Linked DNA regions of Gossypium hirsutum: regions 2 and 3 are each linked to region 1. A link is a contact called in public Hi-C data. All regions are on one chromosome and are shown on one strand. The core of a region is the stretch at or near the end of the contact, and the rest is flanking DNA. Distances in the headings are between cores, read along the strand shown.

Region 1 (4,063 bases), core at 707-3,206:
TGTGTGTATGGAAACCACAAATTTAGAATATAGGTATGTTTTAAAATAACATACAATAAATAATGAAATGTATGGTTTGAAATTAATTAATCATAATAACACATTAAACATATATGATATTAAAATAAAAGAAAATTAGATTAAGTTGTGTATATTAAAATTAAAATATATAAAATATATTCAAATACAATTTTAGTTGGGTGATAAATTTAAAGTATTATCAATCCAATTGACAAAAATTCAAATCTAATTATATATATGTATTTTTTTTGTTAAAGTGAAAATATTAAAGTACCATCAAATAATGTAATTTATTCTAATTACTAAATGACATTTTCATAATTTTCTGATCTAAATTAATATTTAGTTAACTTATGACACTAACTCAATTAGAAGCTTAAATGATTGTAAATATAAATAATATATATATTTTTTAATTATCACTTTTTTGACAAAAAAATGGTATTATTTAAAGCTAATTTTGTATTTGAACATTTTTATATTTCAATTAGCGTTATTATTATGTTTGTAGTGTGACTTTATATTTGATCAAATTCAGTAAATCGTTCCGATACTTTGAGAAACTTGTGAAATTAGTCTTTTTACTCTAATTTGTTCTAATTTGGTCCTCTATTTTTTTTTCAATTTTTAAAATTTAAACCTGAAGTTAAATTTTGCGTTATCTCCCTTAAAGAAATCTGATGTGGCAATTCTGTTTTTTATATAAATAATGATGTGGAATTATAAAAAATAATGCAAATATATTTCCGTTTAAAAACAATAATTAAAGGTAACTAGTAAAAGTAAAAGTTTGAGTTTAACTTAAAGTAACACATTAGAAGTCTGGACTAGGGATGAGCGTTTGATCGAATCGAGTGTCAATTTTTTGAGTTAATTGAGTTGACAAGTGAAATAAAATTTGAGTCGAGTCGAATCGAATTAAGTGAAATTGTTTGATTTAAATTAAAAAATTAACATGTCAAATTAAAATATTGTTGCAGTATAACTAATTTATTTAGGTTCTAACAAATAAACATAAAATTGAAACTATATATATTTGAAAACATTTTCAATGCAAAAAAAAAAAATACATTAGTATGATAAACTTGAATTATTACTTAACTTATTTAGGTTCTAACATTATTATTTTAATTTTTAGAATTTTTTTAGAATTTCTATAAATATTTAGAATTTTAAAAATTATTTTGAATTTTTTAAAAATTGTGTTGTTTTTTTTTGTAATTTTTGTTGAAAGAGAAACTAATTTACTCACTTTCAAACTTGATAGAAATTCGGGTATTTACACCAATCTCTTATTCCAATTATTCAACTTATTCGAATTTCAACTTGATTTGAACTCAAAACTCGAATTACTTATTTAAATTTGACTTAAATAGTTTAAATAACTCAAATTAATTAACTTGAAATTTAAAAAAAATTAATTTTTTCAAGTCAAATTAAATTTTGCTCATTCATATACTCTTCAAACCCTAAACACACACAAAAAAAAACCATTTTATTTTAACCCTAATAGTAAAAGTTTGATTCCTCAATCTTTAAATAGACAAGTTCATAAACAGAAATCCCAAAATCTTAATGGAGAAGAAGGCAAAAGGAAGATGAAAGTAAGTGTAGGATCCTTTCCAATTCAAAATTCAGCTATATATTTATTGAAAATTTAAAAATTTTTTATTTTACCAAAATACAAGAATTTATTTAAAGAAAAAGTTGTCACCATTTTTATAGAAAAAATAAGTCCAGCTAGAAAGATTTTAACACTGCTTCCTTATTCAATATTTAATTGTGATTGGATGAAGTGAAAATTTATTTATTTATATATTTTAGAGCAAATCACATTTTATTTAAAAAATAAAAAATCTCTAATAATCTTCAAATATGTGCATTCGAATCTGATATATATATATATATTTCCTTCTATCTTTTTTTCTTTCTCCCAAAAAACTAACCCTAGCCGTCCCTCACCCTCAATACTGCCGGCGCCTCCTCGTTGGTCTCCAATCAAAGGCCACCGCTCATTCCTTCTCTTTCTCTTCTCTCTCCCGCTTCTGTTCTCTTCTTTTTCTTTTGCTCACACCCCCTACCTGCCGTTTGCTTCTCAACGCCGTTGTCGGCACCGCCGCAGTCAGACGCCTTCGACCTCTTCTCGGCCTCCGTTGTCTCCCTTCTCTCCCACCTACGTCTTTCCCGTATTTTATTTGAAATCCATAGCGCCGCCGCTCTGCTAAGCCGTCAGCGATTGTCACCGGCGCCGTCGTTGTGCGCTCTCCAACAGAGTCACCGCCGGACTTTTTTCCTTTCTTCTCCTTCACTAGCCTCCGCGATGCGCAGCTCTTTCCAAGTCCAGAACCCCAGTGCCACCGCCGCCGTCCGGCCTCTACATACATAGATAGATCTATTAAAAATTATAAAACTAAAAGTTAATGGGCTAAAGCCCAAAAAAGTTATTTAGAAAAAAAAGAAACCATCTAAGCCTAAATTCACTTTGTGTTTAAACCCAAGTCCTTCAAACCAAATTACAAATAAACTCGAAATCTAATCAAACCAAAATTAATTCCAAGTTAAAGAGCAAGTCCACCCCCCCGGGGGCAAATAAGAGTATATTGAAGGTCAGTATTCTTACTAGTTCTAGCAAGTTTTTTTCTTCTGCCAGATCCCATTTTTCCCCCTGTTCGTACGAATGACAGAGAGAATTTTTTACTTTTACAGTCTTAGTGTGGTTTGCTGCTAACTCACCGGCCCTGTTGCTGCCATCTGCGGGTTGTGTTCATTGCTAAGGTATTCTCTTGCTGCCTGCCGTATCTTTATAATTTTAGAAATTCAATATAAATACATTGTTTTGGTTTGTATCTTTCACTTGGTTTATTTTACTTAGCTCAAAACAAATATAATTTCCTTTCTACCATTAGTACTTATTTCGTTTCCTCAATTTGTTTATGATTTATTAATTCTTTATATTTTTTCCTTTATTTTAATTTTTTTAATGAATTTTAGTGATTTTTAATCTATCTACTGATGAACGGGTGATTTGATCAATTCGAACATCTATCTAGTTTTAACAATAAGGTATATGGCTATGTTCAAGTACCAGCATTTTACCCGGTTAATTGCCCAATCTTTAATCAAGATCATTTTGCTACTAATAATAATAATAGTTCTACTTTTCTTTAAGGAGGAAAGAAGCAAAAACATGGGAAGGAGAGTAAGAGGCGGCGGCAGAGACGGCGGAGGCGTGAAAAGTGCAGCAAATACGCTATCAAAGTTCCAAAAGACGGTGTCACTCAGAGAAGAAGCGAGCGGCAAGAAGCAAACAAGGGGAGGAGGTTCCACCAACGTCAAAGCTGTGTTGAAACACGAGCACTTGCAAAACCTAGCCGTCTGGGCCAGCGGCGAATCTTCAATCCCATCTTTGGCTTCCTTCTTTGGGCACAGATTGGCTGCTGATGGAGAAGCTTCTGCAATCCCCCAGGACCCTTCTTTCTTTCCCTGCCAGAGGTTAGAATTTTCTGGTATTGAACTACATGATATGGGAATTTGAGATCTATTGGTTGCCTTTGGATTATATGCGCGTCAAATTAAGCAATTTTTAATAGAAGTCATGTAAGATATTCCCAATTAGAAGTGTAATCGAGCTAAATCAAGTAGCTTGAACTTTATTTGAAGTTTGAGGGTCTAAGTTCATCTCTAGTTATGTAAGTTTCACTTTTAAATTTTAAAGATAACAATCTGCTCGAGGTCGCTCGATTTGTCTTGTTTATTTATTAAATATTGAGCTAAATTCAATAATATTTTAGAAATTAAAAAAAAAAACTCAATTAGATTCTCTAGCCATTTGAATAAAGTATCAGAATACTTTGCCTCGTTCTATAGCTTTAACTCAACTCAACAATGAAGTCGATTTTGAATTTTTTATGGCAGAGTAGCACAATTGATCTTAATTCAACAATTATATATTAAAAATAAGAAAAAAACTCGATTAGGTTGGGGAGTTATTTAAATGAAGTATTGGAATACTCGAATTTGGCTCGTTCCATAGCTCAAAGTC
Region 2 (4,063 bases), core at 937-3,436, 210 kb after region 1:
CCACATGTCAAATTAGAAGTGAAAATTAAACAAACTATATGTAACATAAGTGCCCAAATTGCAAACTGTTTATTTTAAATGCCTTAAATGGAAAAAATTTTATAATCCAACGACTAAATTGGGTTAATTATCGCTTGAGCTTGAACTCGACTACATTCCAACCCATAAAAGTATTCCATCGCCATTTAAATTCTCACTCAAGATTCGCCTTAATAACAATTGACATTGCCATCTTCATCGTTGACATCAATTAGGAGGGGTATAAAATCATGACTGAAGCGACCTCAGGGAATGCCGAGGAGAAGTTCCTAAATATGGCATTGACCAGCAAAGATCCCAGCATGACACTAGTGAGATGTTTCAAAACAAAGATAAATGGATTTCATTTCTAACCTCCATCTAAATTTCATTCTTAAGCAGAATGTCCCTCATTTAATTACCACTTCCATCAAAAAGATTAAAATCTAGATTTGACATATGGGAAAATGTTCAAAAACATAAAAACCAAACAAAATCACAGCTCGGGTTTTCACAAATAAGTAAACACAAACGGATTTCAAAATAGAATCTCAAATATCTTATCCTACACCTTAATGGCATACTTCCTCATGGGGAAGTACATTTCCTTCTTCTTTTCACGTTCTGTCTTCAGCGATGCCTAGGGCAAGCAAACAAATCGATATTCAGATACAACCAAACAAGCTATACAAATAGCAAGCAAACTAAACCCGAATACATGTTTCATTGATAGTTCTATGCATTCAAGATGGATGGAAGCTGCATGGCAGCTGAAATGGCACGATTTTATGTTATTCTGATTTCCGACTTTTCATTTTCTTAATGTACTCATGTCTGACACCTATAACAAGCACATCTTCAGACATGGGTATGTGAACTTAACCCGACACTCACACTAGGATTTTAGTAAAAAATACTTATTCAACAAAAGCTATAATAAAAGCATATTCGCATAATCAAAAGAATGTCTGTACCTGATGCTTGGTAAGCCTTCTCCTGATGGCTCTGGTCTTCTTTGGACGGAGATCAAGGGGCAAGAACTTCTTCTTCTTATATGCCTCCCTCAGTGCAGCCTTCTGCTTCTGTGAGATCACTGTCAACACCTGAGCAATTGACAACCTCACCACCTTTCTGCATTCATACAAACAGAAGAATCAAAATAACATGCCAAAGCCAATGAATCCGGAACCGGAACATGCCAAATCAACAAGGTCTAACAAAATATTGAACAAGTCAAAAATGAAACTCATATACAATGCACTCCAAAGTGTACAGTTTCAAAACCAACATATACGTTAGTCCTAACTAGCTCTTTAAAAGCTGAACTTGCCAATCAAATGATATCGGAATCAATATCGCTACTTTGCTTTTCGCTTCTCATATAGTCACCAAATGATATAATTCGAGGGAGAAAAAATGGCATATGGCTAAAATAAATATAAATTCAAACATATTGTTCCATACATAAAAGCGAAATTATTAAGCTTCTTAATGAAAACCAATTTCTTAAATGTTTTAACGTTTTATTTATCACAACACATTTTAACAACTATACAGAAGGGAAACTTTGTTCCAGAGATACCAGCAATTCACTTTCACTACATAGCAAAAACAATATAAGAAAGTACCAATCGAACAAGAAAATCCTTTGTTAGAAACAAATGAATACCCATTTCTCCAAATAAACTAGGAAATCAAGTTCCATTTGCATATACCCAATTAACCCTCAACTTACGATCCATAGCTAACACATACAACAGATTAAAAAAGAACAATACAGAGAGAGAAAATTACATCTTGGAAAGCTTGTTAGGTGCACCACCGGTAACTTTGGCAACACGAAGAAGAGCGAGCTCAGCTTTGAGATCTTTCAACTGAGCCAAAAGCTCAGTTTTTGATTTCTGTCTCAACTCATGGACCTTGATTCTCGCTGTTTTTTTTAAGCGATTTACAAACAATAACATGAAACAAAGATTAAAACACATGAAAAATCCATGTTTGATTTTAGGAAATGTAAGAAAAATATGAACATTTTAAAGGTATTTGAAGAGTTACCCATTGCTTCTTCCGCTGCTCTTCAGAAGTGCCGGCTTCTCTCTGTCTTTCTTAAAGTATGATGAAACCCTAATATTAAAAGGAGACTAGGGTTCTAAAGAATTGGGTTAAAATTGGTTTATTTTATTGTAGTTTATTGGGCTATAATATTATATGGGCTTCTAAACTTGGGCCTGTTTGGATAAAGTCTAATGGAGGAATGAGTATAGCTTCTCCACAAATCGATTTTTATAATTTCTCTAAAATTTAGTTTTTTTTAATATTTATATATTTTTTTAATTTAGTCATCAATATTATAAAAAGAGTTGAATTTGACAATAAATATTTAAAAAAGAGTTGGATTAAAATCTTTAAACAACCCAGCAATAATTACAATATTATTCTAGTAACATCATGTAAAAACCAAGCATCTATCCGCTGATGTTTCATGATTATTTCCGGAGGTTCCTAAAAGACTATTGGATCATAAGAGAAAGCTTTCATAATCCCAGCCAACGTATAAGCAGCTCTATTAATTTCTCTTGGAATCTTCTTAATGACCACCTTCTATTGTCTCCTACAAATCTCTTGAATTCTCAAAGTTAGGTCCCGGCCGGTACAATTACCTACAAGACCTATCTAAAACGGCTTCCACAGTTTGAGAATAATTTGTTTCGACCAGGATATTAACTCAATTAGCATCCCACGTTATAAGAAGTCCATCATAAATAGTCCAAAGTTTAACCTGCCCAACATTGCATCTATCAATGTTTCTCCCAACTCCTCCACGCCACATACCAAGTTCTTCTCTAGCCACAGCAGTTGTCGATGCAACTCCTGAAATAGGATCCCTTCACCCATCCTTAAAAAAAAGCTTTTAACTCTATTTACAATATTTAAGGAAAAGTTGAAAATTAAATTGGGTTAATGGTAAATTTAACTACTAATTTTTTTCATGTTTTGTCAAAATGACTTTAATTGTATTTTTTAGACTTTTTTGGTCATCAACATTTATTCTTTATTTCAAATTGCTTTTATTTTTCAACAGATTTGATGAAAGTATCATTAAAAAAATTAACGGGGTAATGTGGAATTTCATATGTGGAATATTTTTAATGAGATATAATCTATTATTTAGGTAACCCAATAAAATAATTACATGTGAAAAATTATAAAATAAATAAATAATTCATGAAGTTAAAAAAATAACTTTTAACTTAAAGAAAATAAACGTAATTATCTAAAAAAAAGCACACATTCAATATTTTCGATATAGATTACATTCTATTAAAAATATTTTACATATAAAATTTCACATCATCCCATTAAATTCTTAATGGTAATTTCATCAAATCTATTAAAAAAACGTAATTTGAAAAAAAAAACAAAGGTTTATAGCAAAAAAAAGACTCGAAAATACAATTAAGGTCATTTTGACAAAGCATGTAAATATTAGTGACCAAATTTGTGATTAAGCCGATTAAATTTTACATTATAAATTTTTGTAAGAAATTTTTTAATAATTCAATCAGATTTTTTATTGGTTAATTCGGTTGTTACATATTCATTTAACCGGATAAATCAACTCAAAATTTACGCAACAAATTCTAAATTTTTCATTTTTTTTTGTTAGATTCATAACACAGTATAATTTTCCAAATAAATCACATAAAATTTCACAATTTTTATTAAAAAAATCAGAAATCTTTGAATTTTGACTCTCAAATCAGATCTAATAGGTAATATAAACAGTAAACTCAGCACTGTCTCAAAGCCATCAGTCTCCTGCTGTTGATTGCTTGCTGGTATGGTCTTAACAATGGCGAAACCTTTTGCATTAACATATTTCCCAGTGCCACCATGATGGCCAAATGAGACTCCGATACACCGACCCGATGAACCCCAAAGAAGCTAAGGGTGTCAGCGTAGTGTCCACTCTCGAACATGGCCGTAAATGCCATGGTTTGACTGTTCCCATCGATTGAGCTAGCAACATAGAACCCTTGTGCCT
Region 3 (4,063 bases), core at 969-3,468, 160 kb after region 1:
AATAGTTGAGTGAATAATGGTATAATTTATCTTTTTTAAATAGAAGTGAACATTTATGTTACAATGGTGGAAAAAGTTTACAAATACAAATATTATCGAACCCTAAACTTTATGCCAATCAACTTGAAAATCACACAAATTATTACTCAACTAATAACGTGATTGACAATTAAAAGAATAATTTTATATATAATTAGTGGAGATTTTAAACACCACAAACAAAATCAAAATGAGCATGTGAATAAATGCAATATACTACTTCTAATGAAGATTATAAAATAATTATCCTTTCTCCTTTGCTATTACTATATATAAACTTTCATACTATCAATATCTCTTCTAATCTTAATTGAGTTAACTGAATGTTAATTAGTTGGAAAAATTAGAAGATTATTTTTTTCTTTTATTTTTCATAAAATTAATGAAAAAATTGTATATAGTGAGATTTAAATTCATGGTATTAATATTTATAAAATTTTAATTTTATTGCTTTAATTTTAATATAAATTTTAATATTTTATACCATTTTTTCCATCCCATTGTTTGTATATTTATCTCTACTACTAAGTTTAAACTTTTGATTAAGTTGATGATAAAACAATAGAGACATAATGAATAGGATCGAGTTCAAGTTATTCGAAGCAAAAGAAAATTGAATCAAAGAGAGAAACCCTATCTTGGTGGCTAGGCAACCTAAAATTGAACAAGAAGATAAAGTATTAAAAATGTTTTTAATGAACATAATCAAGATAAATAAAGATATAGAGAAGATGGAAAAAGATAGGATGAAAGATGATAAAATGACAATGTCCTATTAAACGATTTGAAGAAAGAACCTTTAATAAGCTTTACAAATGGTTTTAACCAACTCTCTAAAGTCAAACCCTAGTAAATTGAGGGTGAAAGTTTCCCAGGACTTCAAAGAAAAAAACCAAGAAATGTAACATCCTAAATTTTTCGAAGTCAAAATTCGTATTGTATAAGTGATCAAGAAAATAAAATTCAAGTACGGTGTTAGATAAATGCGAATTGTTTATTAATTAAATAATAATATAACGGCTTGATTTTCGCCAGTGTTAAAAAAATTCGAGTTCGGGGCTGAATTATTAAGTCAAGCTAAACCAAAAATATTATTCGAGGAGCTCATGTGGTATATATGAAATTATAAGACCAAATTGCCAAGTGATAAAATTGGATAAATTGTAGTGCAGGGGCTAGATTGAAAAGATAAGTAATCACTTATCAAGGATTAATTGGTGAAGAGAGGGAATTGTAACTTTTTTAATTAAGTGATAAAAATGAAAATTTACCCATAGTTTAGTGACTAATGGTGTAATTTACTCAAATTTTTATAATTTCTTTTATAAGTTATAAAAATTAATTAAACTCGTAAAATAATTAAAAATCAATTAAACCTTCCATTTGTCAACATTTTTCATGTGAAATACTATTTCATCTGCCATGTCATTATTGTTTCGACACCACCACCACATCTTCACTCAATCGATTACTATCTTTAAATTAAAAACTCAATCGATTGCAAATTTTAATTAAGAGTTTAATTAATTTTTTAATTATTTATAAAAACATTCTAAATATTTAAGCATATTTTATATTATTTTATAAATTTCTTGATAATCTATTTTATTTAATTCATTATATCGAATTTAGTAGAATTAATAAAAAAGAAAGATAAACAAAAATAATCAAAACTAAAAAATATAGTTGAACATAAATAAAACCATAACTACATGAGATAGCATTTTTAGTGGAGAAAGAAAATAATTAATATAATTTATAGTAATTAGATTTAAAGTCATCACAACTATTCAATCTTTTTAATGCAAAATTTTTTATGCTAAATTTGTGAGTAAATGTGATCAAAATAAGTTATTAGATTTATTCAATTCTTTCGTAATTAAATTGTCGACACTAAAACTGCAAACAATTGTGATAATAATAAACGATTGTATATATATATATATATATTGACCAATAATCTTTATTCTAGAAGTAAATTCATGTCAAAAAAAAAGTAATCATAATAATTAATTTTGTTGTGATAAAAGAATATTTGTTGATATGAACTTGCTCAATTTCATTGCCAGCATTATTCCTGCAGATATTTAGTAAAGTTTTGTACTCTACTTAGAGCTGCCCACCACACCTTCCAACTATACCCACTTGGATTGGATTGGGTTGGGTTGGGAACAACTCCTTTATAATGCATATCATGATTCCTATGCTTCTACAAGTGCCATAGTACAAGACACAGGATCCCAACATATAGCCACTCTAGGATCCATTATCTTATATCTCTAATTGAATCCATATTCCAAGTCTTCCATATTGGGTTCGTGAGCCAATCTACCATACACCCCTCCCAAACATATATGTTGGAGAAATAATTGAGTTTACCCAAAATACAAACATTAATATTATCCCACCAATTTGAATGTCGAGTTCTTACAAACATTAATATTATCCCACCAATTTGAATGTCGAGTTCTTACTTTTATATATATATATATATAAATAATCTCTTGGCTCAATCACAACAACTATATGTTGTAGATATAAAAATTTAGGTTAATACATTTTCCTCTAATTTCTTTATGATGGTGCGGATAAAATTTTTTTAGAATTTTTTTTTAATTTTTCATGTTTATTTTAGAGTTTATATTCGAGATTTGTCGTTGCCTCTTTCAACAATATTCTCTCATCAATACCGTAATATGATTTATCATTGTACTCAGCATTTGTTAATAATTTTAAAATTCATGTACAAATCAAGTTAGCTTGAATTAATTTAGTAGTTGGTTTCATTATTATAATATAAAAATTTTTTAATAACTTGATAGATTATATAATTAAATGTTATTAGCATAAATTACATCTAAAGTCACTCTAAAATAGGGTTTATCCTATTTTGATCACTCTAATTTTTTCTCAATTTAGTCACTTTAATTAAAATAATTGTTCGAACTAGTCACCACTATTAAAAATTTCGTTAATCCACTAACGAATTGTTGGCGTGGCACATTAACCAATTAAATGATGACACGTGGTAATTTTTTTTATTTTTGACTAAACCTTAAACACCTTTATGTAATTATTCCAAAACTTTCTTTTTTTCTTTGTCTTCTTTGTCGTCATCTTGCCACTCCCTGTTCAAACTCTCTCAGAACTTACAATCAATCTCCGCCACCCCATCTGACTCCCTTCTTTATTCATATAAAGAAGCAAACACCCTCCTTCAAAATAAAATGTATATGATGACATTCCTGTTAAAAGCTTCAAACAATATTTCATCATATATCGACAAATCCCGTGCCTTTAGTTCCATAATATTTGAATCCATTTGTTAAAAAAAAAAAAAAGCTCTCTAAAACATTTACTTACTTCCTCAAGCTCTGAAGATTGGATCAATGGGTATATTAGTTGTTGATTTTGTGATTTCAACTTGCTTGAGATGAAATGTGGGGGAAAAACCCAATAATAAATAGTTAGAAATGAAAGTTTCAAGTGATGAATGTGTGAATATATACATATATATATATGGTAATTTATTCTTACTTATTAGTTGTTTATTTTGTGATGTCAACTTGCTTTGAGATAAAATGTGAGGAAAAATCCAATAATAAACAGTTAGAAAAGAAAGTTTCAATGTATATATACGGTAATCTATTCTTACTTAGAGGTGTCCTAGATATGAAAAAGCAAGCTCTAATAACATTGTAGAACAATATAAGAATAAATCCTTTGAGGGAATGAGAATTACCATCCTACATGATTTTAGCTCAAACTTGGTGTGTGTATATATATATACTATTATAAATGAGGCTGTTTGAATTATTGAAATAACGACGATGATATTACTTGTAAAGTGAAGGCAACAACAACAATTGATAGGGTGAGATATCCAGTTTCAAGGAGATTGAAGTTAAGATACTTGTTAATACCCATAACTTAAGTTGCAACCATGCAGAATATTCAAACCTTGAGTTTTCTGAAAAACTATATGTTCCAGAAATTGAAAGCTTCAATTAAGAATACAAATTGG

What was found. A called contact is a pair of places that touch in the nucleus more often than the background predicts.
Region 2: a Hi-C map of leaf shows a contact between it and region 1, with 3 times the contacts expected there. The contact joins the promoter of LOC107957340 here to the promoter of LOC107957339 in region 1. A contact is called at or near these places in 12 of 34 Hi-C or Micro-C datasets (callus, fibers, hypocotyl and 3 more).
Region 3: a Hi-C map of leaf shows a contact between it and region 1, with 4 times the contacts expected there. The contact joins the enhancer-like site here to the promoter of LOC107957339 in region 1. A contact is called at or near these places in 17 of 34 Hi-C or Micro-C datasets (anther, callus, fibers and 4 more).

Annotation. Positions count from the first base shown.
Region 1 is chrA05:39,878,524-39,882,586 of Gossypium_hirsutum_v2.1, forward strand. It overlaps LOC107957339, which reads left to right and starts at 1,957. Exons shown (of 5, transcript XR_001700411.2): 1 at 1,957-2,627; 2 at 2,728-2,796; 3 at 3,191-3,513.
Region 2 is chrA05:40,090,174-40,094,236 of Gossypium_hirsutum_v2.1, forward strand. LOC107957340 (60S ribosomal protein L35) reads right to left here and starts at 2,187. Exons shown (of 4, transcript XM_016892848.2): 1 at 2,074-2,187; 2 at 1,813-1,948; 3 at 993-1,149; 4 at 359-658. The coding sequence starts at 2,077. The coding sequence ends at 584. It also overlaps the pseudogene LOC107961196.
Region 3 is chrA05:40,035,178-40,039,240 of Gossypium_hirsutum_v2.1, forward strand. No RefSeq gene overlaps it. Among protein-coding and RNA genes, the nearest start is that of LOC107961194, 31 kb to the right of the region's middle. Within about 2 kb of position 2,219, at least 3 of the 9 cell types and tissues checked have an H3K27ac peak or open chromatin away from gene starts, as enhancers often do. A contact at or near this core is called in hypocotyl and leaf, where this site is marked.